2 separate regions of the Anser cygnoides genome follow, and region 2 is linked to region 1. Evidence: chromatin contacts called from public Hi-C data. All regions are on one chromosome and are shown on one strand. The core of a region is the stretch at or near the end of the contact, and the rest is flanking DNA. Distances in the headings are between cores, read along the strand shown. Region 1 overlaps ACSS3 (acyl-CoA synthetase short chain family member 3). Region 2 overlaps L3MBTL2 (L3MBTL histone methyl-lysine binding protein 2).

What was found. A called contact is a pair of places that touch in the nucleus more often than the background predicts.
Region 2: a Hi-C map of granulosa cells shows a contact between it and region 1, with 4 times the contacts expected there. The contact joins two enhancer-like sites. A contact is called at or near these places in 2 of 7 Hi-C or Micro-C datasets (granulosa cells and liver).

The regions. Positions count from the first base shown.
Region 1 is chr1:54,332,903-54,339,073 of Taihu_goose_T2T_genome, reverse strand. It overlaps ACSS3 (acyl-CoA synthetase short chain family member 3), which reads left to right. Exons shown (of 16, transcript XM_066995750.1): 14 at 1,457-1,556; 15 at 1,636-1,811; 16 at 2,112-5,777. The coding sequence ends at 2,186. It overlaps PPFIA2 (PTPRF interacting protein alpha 2), which reads right to left. Exons shown (of 32, transcript XM_066995714.1): 32 at 5,414-6,171. Among named protein-coding and RNA genes, the nearest start is that of ACSS3, 72 kb to the left of the region's middle. Within about 2 kb of position 3,578, at least 1 of the 3 cell types and tissues checked has open chromatin away from gene starts, as enhancers often do.
Region 2 is chr1:54,449,590-54,455,760 of Taihu_goose_T2T_genome, reverse strand. It overlaps L3MBTL2 (L3MBTL histone methyl-lysine binding protein 2), which reads left to right. Exons shown (of 16, transcript XM_066995782.1): 10 at 224-303; 11 at 861-965; 12 at 1,885-2,032; 13 at 2,906-2,988; 14 at 4,572-4,806. Among named protein-coding and RNA genes, the nearest start is that of L3MBTL2, 11 kb to the left of the region's middle. Within about 2 kb of position 3,025, at least 2 of the 3 cell types and tissues checked have open chromatin away from gene starts, as enhancers often do.

The sequences.
Region 1 (6,171 bases), core at 2,329-4,828:
TCTTTTCAGCCTGTCTTACAAAGTTTGATAACCTTTAACTTAGTATTTACATTTTCAGTCATATGAAATTAGCTGTTCCAATGTCAAAGGCATGCATATGGGATTTTTTGGGATAGATTAGTGAAGGAAAATATTGCAGTGATTGGAATATTCCAGCTCAAAATAAGACTTTTCTGAACAAGTGACAGACTGGAACAATGCAAACAAGCTCCTACAAAATGAAGCTGGGTACACTTTACATCTTCACCTTAGGGGTCCTGTTGGATCCTGATGGATAATTATTGAATTGATGGTAATGTCACATTACTGAAGATATTATTCCTGTGATTTTGTGGAAAGGCCTCAGCACCTCTGGTCATAGACCTTACTAGTCTACTTCTGTATAATTCATTGAAAAGTAGATGAAAAATAGTTTCATCTCTTTCTTTCTTTCTTAATTCTATAACAGTTGCTGTGGTCAGGATCAAGAAGGCAGAGCAGAAAAGAATGGGTATTTAAAGCATGAAATAGAATGCATTACTGAGGCTCTGGACTGGAGGTGACTCAAGCTCATAGGTGTATGGGATGTAGACAAATATCACCAGGATTTGGAGTTGCATGAAAAGAGCTAGATGCTTTGGAAGAGGATTCACAGCTGCTGGTGTCTTAAGTCCAACTTTGTCCCAGACTTAGTGATGCATATCTCAGTATGTATTGAGACATCTTGGTGATTTTTCTTCCAGGAAGTAAGAACCTCAGCTGGCTAATTAGAAACAAGAGAGTCTCTCATATTCTGTTTTCCTGAAAGAGATTTTGAGGTAGTGCCCATCACTTGTGTAATTGTGTACATGTGCAGTAGGAAAGAAGGGACTGATTTAATACCCTTTTTTGTCTAAGAATGTTGAGGCCTCACATTTCCAAGAGGATCAGCTGAACGCTAGGTTGGCTGCAAGCTGAGACAGGGCTTGTGTTTGGCAAAGAATTAAAAAGATACAAGGCATCAGAGAATGAGTAAATACGACTTTATAGCCCTGTAATAGAAGTGCTTCTGTGGTTTTGGTCCTTACTCACTTAACTGCACAATATTCATAGTGTTAGACTAACATTATTTGTCTCAGCAAAAAATCAAACTAACAAAAATATAGATGTGACACTCTTGTTTTCCCAAAACTATACGGAAATCACCTTTGCTTTGTTCAAACCTAGATGATTCCATGATTCTTTGATTCTGTATTTGTATCTTGTGCTGCCACAGTTTTTATTTCTTCCACTTATTTGATAACTACACATAGGTGTGCATATAAATATTCACAGGTACATTTGCAACATGGAATCCTGAGTTGTACTGACTAAACAATTTTAGATGTCAAAGTTTAAGAAGTCTATTTTTTTATGTCCTTGCCTATGATTTTTTTTTTTAAACTGAGATATTCAAATTATTATTAATCTGGTTTAGTTTTGTTTTTTTGTCCCTCAGTGTGTTCTCTTCCATCATGCTGTGGCAGACTGTGCTGTTGTAGGCCAGGAGGATGCATTAAAAGGGCACGTTCCCTTTGCCCTGTGCGTACTCAGAGAAGGTGAGAGCTCATTGCTACTGGTGGTGCTAAAACTTGCAAAAGTCATGGAAAGGTTAAAGGATATGAACTTCTTTACTAGATATAAAGACAGAAGAGGGGAAGATTTTGGAAGAGATTATTGAGAGCGTTCGAAATAACATTGGTCCAGTGGCAGCTTTTCAGAAGGGGGTGTTTGTGAAACAGCTACCAAAAACGCGTTCTGGCAAGATCCCACGTTCAGCTCTTTCTGCACTTGTCAGTGGAAAGCCGTATAAGGTAGTTGAAGATGTATGCTTTAATGAACTAGGCACATAAATGCATCCAAAGACCCAACATCATGGTTTTGATTCTCGAGACCATTCTGCAACTGGTCCATGACTTCAAGTATTACACAGTATTTTATTTCTACTATTTATTACCCAAAAGATTTTCACATTCCAGAGCTTATCAGATACATTTTTTTTTCTTGTCTGTTTTCAAAGGCTAGATTTAGAAGATTCTCTGGATGAAATTCTGTTTTACTGTTGAAGGACTGCAATCTACTATCACGTGCTTATGTATATTCTTCCTTTTCAGATAACACCAACCATTGAAGATGCTAGCGTGTTTAAACACATAGAAGAAGTGCTGAAGAAAAAATCAATGGGGTAATAGGTTAATAAAAGCGTCAGTTACTGAAACATACAGAGGCTTTCTGTTAGGAAATACATATTTTAAAAAATAGTCATGATTGGGGCTATTTTTTTTCTTTATTACGTAAATGGTACTGTGTTCTTTACCATATTGCCATAGCCAATGAAGCATACTGAAGACTGCATGTTGTCATTATATGCTGTATGTTAAGATTGCTAAAAATTTTAAATAGTATTCATACACTGATATAGCTTTGGAGGGAGTCACTGTATTATCTCGTTATAATAGAATCATGGAATCGCAGAACAGCCCAGGTTGGAAAGGACCTTGAAAGATCATCAGGTCCAACTTTTCATGGGGAAAGGGAGCCTAGATGAAATTACCTGGTACCCTGTCCAATTACATCTTGAAAATCTCTAGTGATGGAGATTCTACAATATCCATTATTGTATAATGAAGCCAATAACTTGAGTTTGGCTAAAACAGCTTTCAGAAGGTAAGTCACAAACTGAAGACAGCAATAAGTAGGAATTCTGATGTGAAAATCGTTGCAGACATAACTTGTCTTCACTTATAAATTATGAGCCTTATGCCAGTTAAATTTTTATGAATTTAAAAATTTTTAAGTTAGTTTTCTCTATTCCACTGATTTTTCCTAAATCTTTATGCTACAAATTCTTCTAATTGCTTTAGTCAATGACTTTTGGAAGTGCCTTTTTTTTTTTTTTTTGTAAAATAATAGCTGATTTCTGTCTTTCAAGTCTGTTAAAATCTTAATTTATCTATAGTAATGTTGAATAGAAAATACGTATTTTAAATAAATGCAAGCATTTACCCCTTGCATTTTCTGATAATTTTGTTGTTGTGTTTTTCATAACTGTTATGAAAAGGATAAACCAGGATGTTCTTTCACTGACATAATTAGATGTTTCAGGCTTGCTGAGATACATATCGCTAAGAAATGTAGCAAATACACATACCGAGCAACCACTCCTTGACAGTATTGGCATTTTCAAAATACTTTCAGGATTCTTAATGTATCAGGAAGTGGAGGATATACACTCTAAATGCATTACTTCTTAAGCTGCAGTTTTTAACTGAACAAGAAATGTAAAAATCCGTGTAAAATATATATAAAATACATTGAAATACATGTAAAAATAAATGAAAAGTTTAAAAGCAGAAGAAAATGCTGCTCAAATGCAGCATTGCTATTTCGAGGAATAAACAATAAGCAATTGGCAGATTCAGAAGTTGTGAGCGTATTTTAAGACCTTTTTAAGACCTTTTTTTTTTTTTTTTTTCCTGTTATGCTGGAAAATATTCAAGATCAAAACTGAGATAAGAGAGGGGCATAGTGGTCAGGAGCACTCACTGCTACTGCCATGATAATGTGGAGGATTCCAGAAATGCCAAAGGGCTTATTCATCAGCATTCAGAAAACCCAGATAAAGAGAGCCACATCATAGCAGTGATGAAGTATGGAAAAATATTTTTTTTTTCATGAGCATTGCTTTTGTTTCCCAAAGGAGCCTTTTTCTGAGGATCTGTGATTGCAGAATATTTTGCTTACAGCTTTAGGTTTGTGCCAAGCTGTGGAAGGGGAAGGAGGTAATTGTTCTTGTACTCAGGTCCATTGCTGCACTGCAGCCTGGTTGTACAATCAAGAAAGAACAAGCCCATTTAACAAGTGGTAGGAGAGCACTTCTTTTTTCTTAATTTATTTATTTTTATCGTATTTTATTTATAGAGAAGAAGCATGTGGGTAGATTTGAATGGCCAGGGAGATACTGAAATTCAGCTGGAAGAAGTTGATACAATAATTATTCACCGATTGTGGATCAGAGGCCAGCATAGCCACAATTTCTAGCTGGTAAGAGTAGAGCTGTGGCTGTGCTTTGGATATACTAGGAGTTTTGATATGTTAGCCTGAGATCAAAAAGAAGTCATAATAGTACATTTATTTTATTTATTGTATTTTTTTAATATATGTTTAATTCTTCTGGCCTGTTTTTTCTACTGTGGAAATAAGTAGGGGGTACTCCCAGGGCAGTGTTCCTAGAGCTTCATTTGCAGATCTTGCTCGCTCTTTTCCCCAACACAGCTCATTTCCTTCTGCCCCTTATCCCCCACGCCACCGAATTTGAGTGTGGGCTGTGACTGGAAATGTACACTGGAAAAGAAATTCTGGAAAATTGGAACTGGAGTTTATGAGAAGTGCATACAAATGATACCACAAACACTGCAAAGGGTGTTTGCATTGCTTTACTTGGTGACATTCTGGATTAAACTAATCCAAAATACGGCTGTGGGTGGAGAAGGAGCATCAGCAGCAAGGTCAGGTAAGCCCCAGAAGCTGTATGTAGAAGAGCTGTCTGTGTCTGCTGTCTCTTTACAGCTCTGTTCTACCCAAAGCCATCCAATCGGATGCATCAGCAAGTTCCGTGCTCCCTCTCGTGGCAGATTCTGACCAGAAAATTCATCGTAACTCATACCTGTTAGTGGCAAAATGTGCTTCTGCTTAGCCATGACAAGTACATGACATCCAAACTATTTTAAAGCTACTATGTACCAAGCTTAATAGACTTATAAACACAAATAGCACTGAATTCTTTTTTTATTGACATTGGGGGAGAAAAATCTTTCACCATCTGATTGACTGAAGTTTGCCAAATGAAAATAGACAAAACAAATGTTTATGTACGTGCAAACATGGCAGATCAAACTGCTAAAAGAAATAACTAAAAGACAGGTCTTGAGCTAAGATCAAGCAGCAGAAAAATAGCAAATAGGTAAATGACTATTAAGTAGGTCTTACTTTGAAACTTCCCATTTAAACAAAGAATAAACAACAATAACACCACCAAATAAAGCCACAGCAGGTAATATTTGCTCTTCTAAACTTTTATACACTATATATTAATCACTCTGTCTTTCAGTTATTTCCTCTGATAAAACAGACTTGTGTGAAGTCTCAGCAAGGCCATCTTGGCTAAAAGCAGAACATCAGACAGGAGCCTGTCTAATGCCCTGTTATGATGAAGAAATGGTGGGGTTTGGCTTCTCTTTTCTTTCATTTTCTTTGTGGAATATATTTGGAAACGTGAGAATCGCACTCTATTCATTCTATGCAATTATTAGATTTAATTTTCCAATGCTGGCTGGTGTCTGAATATCCTGGAACAAAAAGGTGGCTCTTGGTAAAGCAAGATTCTTCTTGGTCCGCAGGTAACATAGAAGAAAGGTTTTTTTTTTTTTTTTTGTATAAATCCTGTTTTATTAAATCGCCTTTTTTTTGCCTTTTTTTTTTTTTTTTTGTAAACAGTTCTGGGTTTATTTGTGTGATTTTAAGAGGTGAGCCATCATGGTGCTTCTCTATATATATCTAACACTTCCATTTTGTCTTTAGAGGTCCATTTTGGCTCCAGTTCCAGGTTATGTCATTCTACTATACATCATCAGAGGCAGGTGTTCAGCTTTAAATATTGACAGATTTTACAGTAGGAACATGTTGAAGCTTCTAACTCTGCTAAACATATTCATTTGACTGTTACAATCCAAAAACTGTAAAAATGGTGGAATGGAAAGTTACAAACAGTATTATTGACACTGCATTGTCAAATGTTTGCACTGAGACCCCATGTACCATAGATTTTATTTTTAAAAAATCATATTTATATCCATTTACATAAGACTTACACATTTTAAAAGAAATACATACACAGTAAATACGTAAATGTCTAGTATTTTACAATAAAACAGATGAAACAATGTAAAAATGAGTGGCTTCATTTGATAAAAGCTTTGGATGTGCACTACTGCCAAATTTCTGATGACAGAGATGCTGGGAGGAAAGGGGGAAGTTGTTTTGTCTTTTTTTTTTTTAAGCAATTTAGTTTTTTAAATTTTTATTCTTATTTTAAATTAACCAATACATGAAAGGAACATCAGATCTGTTTGTTTGTGTTCTCTTCCCTATTACCCTGTTCTTGCAGAGAGTTTT
Region 2 (6,171 bases), core at 1,776-4,275, 120 kb before region 1:
CACTAGTGCTCAGGAAGATCGGGCATTTGCTTTTGAGCAAGCCCTGTATCGCAGCTTACGTTACAGGAAGATGTAGAGGGACTGACCTGTTCTTACTACCCATCTCTGATTTGGCTCTTCTACAGCTGTTAGGTTCTCAGCAGATAATTAATAGCCAGGGTGTTTTCTTACTCTGGTTGCTGCAGGTTTCTCAGTTCTCTTTTCCCTCTTCCATTCCTCACAGAAGAAAAGCGCAGTGACATGGCAAACCATCCCACCTTCCGGAAGATTTACTGTGACGCTGTCCCTTACCTGTTTAAAAAGGTAAGACAAGTCTCACTTTCTGTGGTGGCCACAGTAAAGGAAGCAGTGATACAGCTTCCTTAGGTATGTTCTGCTGCGTGGGTGGTTAAAGGCATCATTTGTCCCCCTTCCAGCTATAGGGCAGTAAGGTAATTGGGGTGTCAAGGCTGTAGTTGGCCAGGGCAAAGGCAGAATAAAAAGATAAAAGATCTTAAAGGCAGCACCAGATTGAAGGGCTCGGTTTGAGGGCTCCAGTCCTTGGAGTTTTGAGCAGGAGAGGCAAGGTGATTGCTTGGGAGAGAGCAGCTCAGACCTGGGGCTGGGTCATACTGGTGGGGACTGAGATCAGGAGGCCTTGCTGCAGCTGCGACTGGCCAGAGCCTTGGCAGGAGCTTGCTGGCACAGAAACAGTGTTGCACCGGCTGCCTCTTTGTAGTTTTCTTCTTTCCTTTCCCCTCTTGACTTGGGCTGAGCCAAGTAAAGGAGCTCTGATCCTCCTGTCTGCAGCTGGGGCAGTTGATGTCAGGATGGGGCTGTCCCGTACCCCGGCAGTGCTGATGTGCCGGAGTCTCCCTTAGGTACGGGCTGTCTATGCCGAAGGCGGATGGTTTGAGGAAGGCATGAAACTGGAAGCCATCGACCCCCTGAATTTGGGCAACATTTGTGTGGCCACTGTTTGCAAGGTGAGTTTGGGGCAGGGGGAAGGAGGCGCTCTGGCTTTACCTGAGACATCACAGCCTCTAGGTTTGTTCTCTAATGCGCTCCAGTTCTCGGAATGCATAAAGGGAGGCCTCTGTAGCATCCTCCTTGAGGAGAGAAAGGGCTGTGGGGTGTGTCGTTATGGACAGCACTCACGGGTTTGGGAAGCTGAGGAGGGTTGCCTCTCTGGCTTTCTCTGCTGATGGGGTGGTGGTGAGCTCTACTTCTGTGCCTGAGTTGGAAAGTAAATTGCTCTGCCAGGTTTCCTCAGTGAGGCGCTTTGCGTCTCCTGGAGCATAGCATCGACCTGGACTTTCTTGCTCCCTCGAGAAGCTGTCATAGAACTCAAGCAGCGGACTCTGATGCATGGGATTTGGCAAGGGAATGCCAGGAAAGCCTTTTGTCTGGCAAATGTTGCCCTTTGCCAGTGCTTAGAACTGCAGAGAGGTTGGGGCAGGCATGCCTGTCATGTTTGGTAGGTCCTAGTTGCCAGCGAGTGACAGGAAGGGACAAGTCTTGCCGCCGTAGGAAGTGGCAGGTCTGAAGGCAGTGCCCTTCCCTTCAGCCCCGTAACAAACTCCTGACCTGACTGGTGTAGAGGCTCTGGGCTGCCAAGAATCTGGTTTTGGGGGAGAACAGCGCCCCTGCCTGCTTACAGCCGAGCCTTTTTCACAAAGCCATGCATGGTAGTTGCAGCCCTGCAGTAATTGCTGCTTTGGGGATTAGCTTGTGCTGGCTAACATACCAGGAGAAGCTACCACACATCCTGGGGCATTTAACGTTGCATTTTGCTATCTAGTGGCAACAGTGATGTAGCTGTGGGAGCTCCTGGGGGATCCTTTGAAAGGAGGGACCTCAGAGCAAGTGAAGCTCTTCATTTATGCCCTTCATCCCTCATCTTAGGTCCTCTTGGACGGATATCTCATGATCAGCATTGATGGAGCCACATCTGATGACGGCTCGGACTGGTTCTGCTATCATGCTTCCTCACACGCCATCTTCCCTGTCAACTTCTGTCAGAAGAACAGCATCGATCTGACCCCTCCGAAAGGTGAGATCTGGGCTGTGGTCTGGCATGCAAACCTGCACACGGAAGCTACTGGATGGGCTTTTCCGAGAAGTGTCAGGTTCAGGTGAATCAAAACCGCCAGGTCCCACCCTGCCTGCTTTGGGGGGAGGTAGGGCTGGCTGGGGACAAAGCCAGTCCATTTGAGCTCTGATGGTATACCAAGTTGTGGCACTTTGTGGATGGAAGTTACATCTCCTGAGGGCGTTAGCGTTGGTCAGGGTCAGTGGGAGAGGTGTACAATCCCCAAACTGAATAAATCCCTTTGTGAAAGGGCAAGGAGGGTGGGAAGGGATGAGTAGAGCTATTGCTACACGACTCAGTCATTACAAGTAGCAGGAGTCACCACTTCTCTTCTTGCATGAATAAATCTGAGACAGAAGGATTGCATCTCGAGATTTTTTGCAGAAAAACCAGAGTGGATTTTACTGCGTCATCTGGCCATACCAAAAAAGGCCTGCTCTGAATTTCTTTGTTGCAGCACTTTGTGCAGTGCTGTTCTGTCATCTTTGATGTTGCTTCTAGTGAGAGAAAGATTGGTTTTGGTGGTTTGCTTTCAACATGCTTCTTCCTGCTAGTTCCTTCTCCTTACCTTTCTCTGTGGTCTGGATATGTGACTGACATGGGCGTTCAGTGCTGCATCTTGCACAACTTCCCTGTTTGCCCACTGGAGGGGGTTGCTGGACTGTTGTGGAATCTGTGCCTTAGATTTATGTCCAAAACTAGGCTGAATGTGCCAGTTAATGAAACTGGTTTAGAAGCAGTTGCTGTGGTTCCTTCTTGCCCATTCTGCCTTTTCCCTCCGCTGGTCTGCCCAGTGACTGCCTTTTTCCCTCTGACCAATTCTTCCTCCTGCAGGGCAAGATGCAAAGACCTTCAACTGGGAAACTTACCTGGAAAAGACTAAATCAAGACCTGTTCCAGCACGGCTCTTCAACACAGTGAGTGCTGCCTGGGAGGAGAGATGTGTAGGGATGTTTGCAGTCAGCTAGGTGGAGCACAAGAGCTCTGACTGCCAGCGTGGCCGAGGTTGGAAGGGACCTCTGGAGGTCATCTTGTCCAAGCCCTCTGCTCAAGCAGGTTGCACAGGACTGTGTCCAGACAGCTTTCACAAATCCCCAAGAAGGGAATCTCCCCAGCCTTTCTCAGCCTGTGCCAGTGCTCTTTTGCCTGCACAGTAAAGTGTTTCCTGCTCAGGTGGAACCTCCTGTGTGTTCCAGTTTGTGCCCGTTGCCTCTTGTCCTGTCACTGGGCACCACTGAAAAGAGCCTGGTCCCACTCTGTTTGCACCTGCCCTTCAGGTATTTATAGACCTGGATAAGATCCCCCCGCCCCGAGCCTTCTCTTCTCCAGGCTGAGCAGTCCTGACTCTTTCAGCCTTTCCTCACAGGAGAGATGCTCCAGTCCCTTCATCATCTTCATGACTCTTTGTTGGACTCTCTCCAGTACACCCATGTCCTTCTTGTCCTGGGGTGCCCAGAAGTGGACCCAGCGCTCCAGGTGCAGCCTCACCAGTGCTGAGTGGAGGGGAAGAATCACTTCTCTCTACCTGCTGGCAACGTGCTTCCTAATGCAGCTCGGAATACTGTTAGTGTACTTTGCCCCAAGGGTGCATTGCTGGCTCATGTTCAACTTGGTGTCTACCAGGACCCCTGGGTCCTTTCTTGCAAAGGTTTTGTTGCTTTCCACCCGGTCAGCCTCTGGCGTGTGCTGGTGCCTGGGGTTGTTCCTCCCCAGGGGCAGGACTTTGCACTTCCCCGTGTTGAACTTCACGGGGTTCTCGTCAGCCCATTTCTCCAGCCTGTCCAGGTCCCTCTGGATGGCAGCACAACCCCCTGGGGTGTCAGCTGCTCCTCCCAGTTTTGTGTCATCTGGGAACTTGCTGAGAGCACACTGCCATGTCACCCAAATCATTAATGAAGATGTCGGACAGGGCTGCTCTTTGCTGCCAGTCAGCACTTCTGAGGAGATCCCAAGGCTTCCTCTCCAAGTAACTCCCCTGTCTGGCTGCTCAGGGCAAGCACCGTCACGCCTTTGTGGATGTCGTGATGTCTTTGAACCTGCAATTCTGCAGCGTTTCCTAGTGCTCCAGGCTCCTGGTGGGTTCTGCACCACCTGTTACTTGTGGACATGCTGTTGGGTGGAAGTGGTCTGGTTGGCATCAGAAAAACTGCTGCAGCAGTGAGCCTGTGCTTGTCTTTATGATTTTTCCAGCGCTGCCTCAGGCTATGGGTTTGATCAGGTGTCTCTTAACCCCTGCATGCTGCTCCCCCACTTCAGGATCTTTTTTCTAAAGGCTGGGCTGAGATTCTCTGGGGATGCAGCTGGCCTTGGATCCGTTCAGATGTCCCCTCCTGTTGTAAGGCTGGCTGGAGGTGCATCAAAGTGTGGCTTGAGTTTGGGCGTTTTCTGTCTGCTTGCTGGACGTAAGCCTGTAGCTGTTGCAGGGTGCTGCTGTCCGGATGCGGGTTTGGACTGGATGCAATTGCCTTGGGTTTTCCTCTTTTATCTTTTATGCACCCAGGACTGCCCAAACCATGGCTTCAAGGCAGGCATGAAGGTGGAGGCGGTGGACCTGATGGAGCCCCGGCTCATCTGCGTGGCCACGGTGAAGCGCGTGGTGCACCGTCTGCTCAGCATCCATTTCGACGGCTGGGACAACGAGTACGACCAGTGGGTGGACTGCGAGTCTCCAGACATTTATCCCGTGGGGTGGTGCGAGCTGACAGGCTACCAGCTTCAACCACCTGTCGTTCCAGGTGAGCCAAGGCTTGGCTGCGGTCTCTAAAGCCAGAGGCAAAGGTGTCCTTCCTCCTTCTCTGTGAGCGGCTCCTCCTTTTGGGGCCTTGTGTGGAGGAGAAGCTTGCCAGCTTGGTCTGTGCTGGCTGCCGCAAGTCCTCCTCTGCCGCCACACAACCTAGCAGCTGGTAGAGGGGGGAGTACTGTGGCAGGGAGAAAACAGGCTGAGGTTTGAGGTTGGCTCAGGTTTCCCTCTACTCCCTCACCTGCACACCAACAGCTCCTGCTGAAGTTGGGTAGAGTTCCAGGTGGTCCTGTCCCTGCACAGCTCCCTCTTACTAAGCATACCGCAGCCTCGGCCGGGTAGCAGGGGCAGCTTGGCCCCTGCTCCCTTTTCTCATCAATTCTCTGACTCAGTCTGTAAAAGGTAAGAGCATCCCTCTCTCAAGGGTTTGTTCCTTTCCTTGTCTCTGGGAGGCCATTGCCTCACCTTTGTAGATGTTCTCCTCATCCCGAGCAACGAATCTTGTTTCTCCACTGTCCCCGCCAAATCTGTACCGGGCCTCTCTCCCCTATGCTGGGCCCTCGCGTGGAAGCACAGGACAGCGACCGCGCTCCAGCCTCGCTTTCCCCTCAGCTGGTTGTCTCGGGAAGAGGGCGATGACTCGGGGCGACGGGTGTATCTTGTTTCTCACTTATGTCACTTCATCCCAGTTACCTACTGGTTATGGGACTTGGCTTTCGTTTCCCTCTCGTCTCTATGACAGAGCCCACAGCTCCAGTGAAGGCCAAGGAGGTGCCCAAGAAGAGGAAGAAACCCTATGGAAAGAAGAGTGAGTGATGTTTGATTAGCGCCCTCCCGCTCGCTCGCAGGCTGGGCCCAGTTAGAGGAACCCTGTCTATGATCTGTCAGGGCAGGAGAGAGAGGCCTTGTCTTGCTGTGGATGCTCTCAGTCAGCTGTGGGTTTGACAGCTCAGCTTCATCCTTCTTAATTGCCCCCGTTCCCCAAGAGCAGAGAGCTGTGTGTGTGGGAAGGATCTGTCTTGCAGTCTTTTCTGTCGGCCGAGGTGTAGATGGCGCTTGCTTCCAGGCGTGAGGTGTGCTGCTTTCCCCACCGTGTCCGTGGCCAGAGGGAGATTCTTTGTCGCGGCTGGAGGGTAGCGAGAGGGCAACCCCAGCTGCTCTGTGCTGAGGGAGAGAAAGCCTTCAGGTGGCTGAAGAGGCGAGTCGTGGGGCTGGACCGTGTTGTTGTTTCATCTTGTCGTTGTTGTCATCATTGTTGCAGTTGCTGTGGCGAATCATGTAGACAGGCAAGGAACTCCTTCCTGGGGGGTGGAGAGGAAGGGGCATCTAAAGAATATAAAAGACATTCAACCTAAATAAA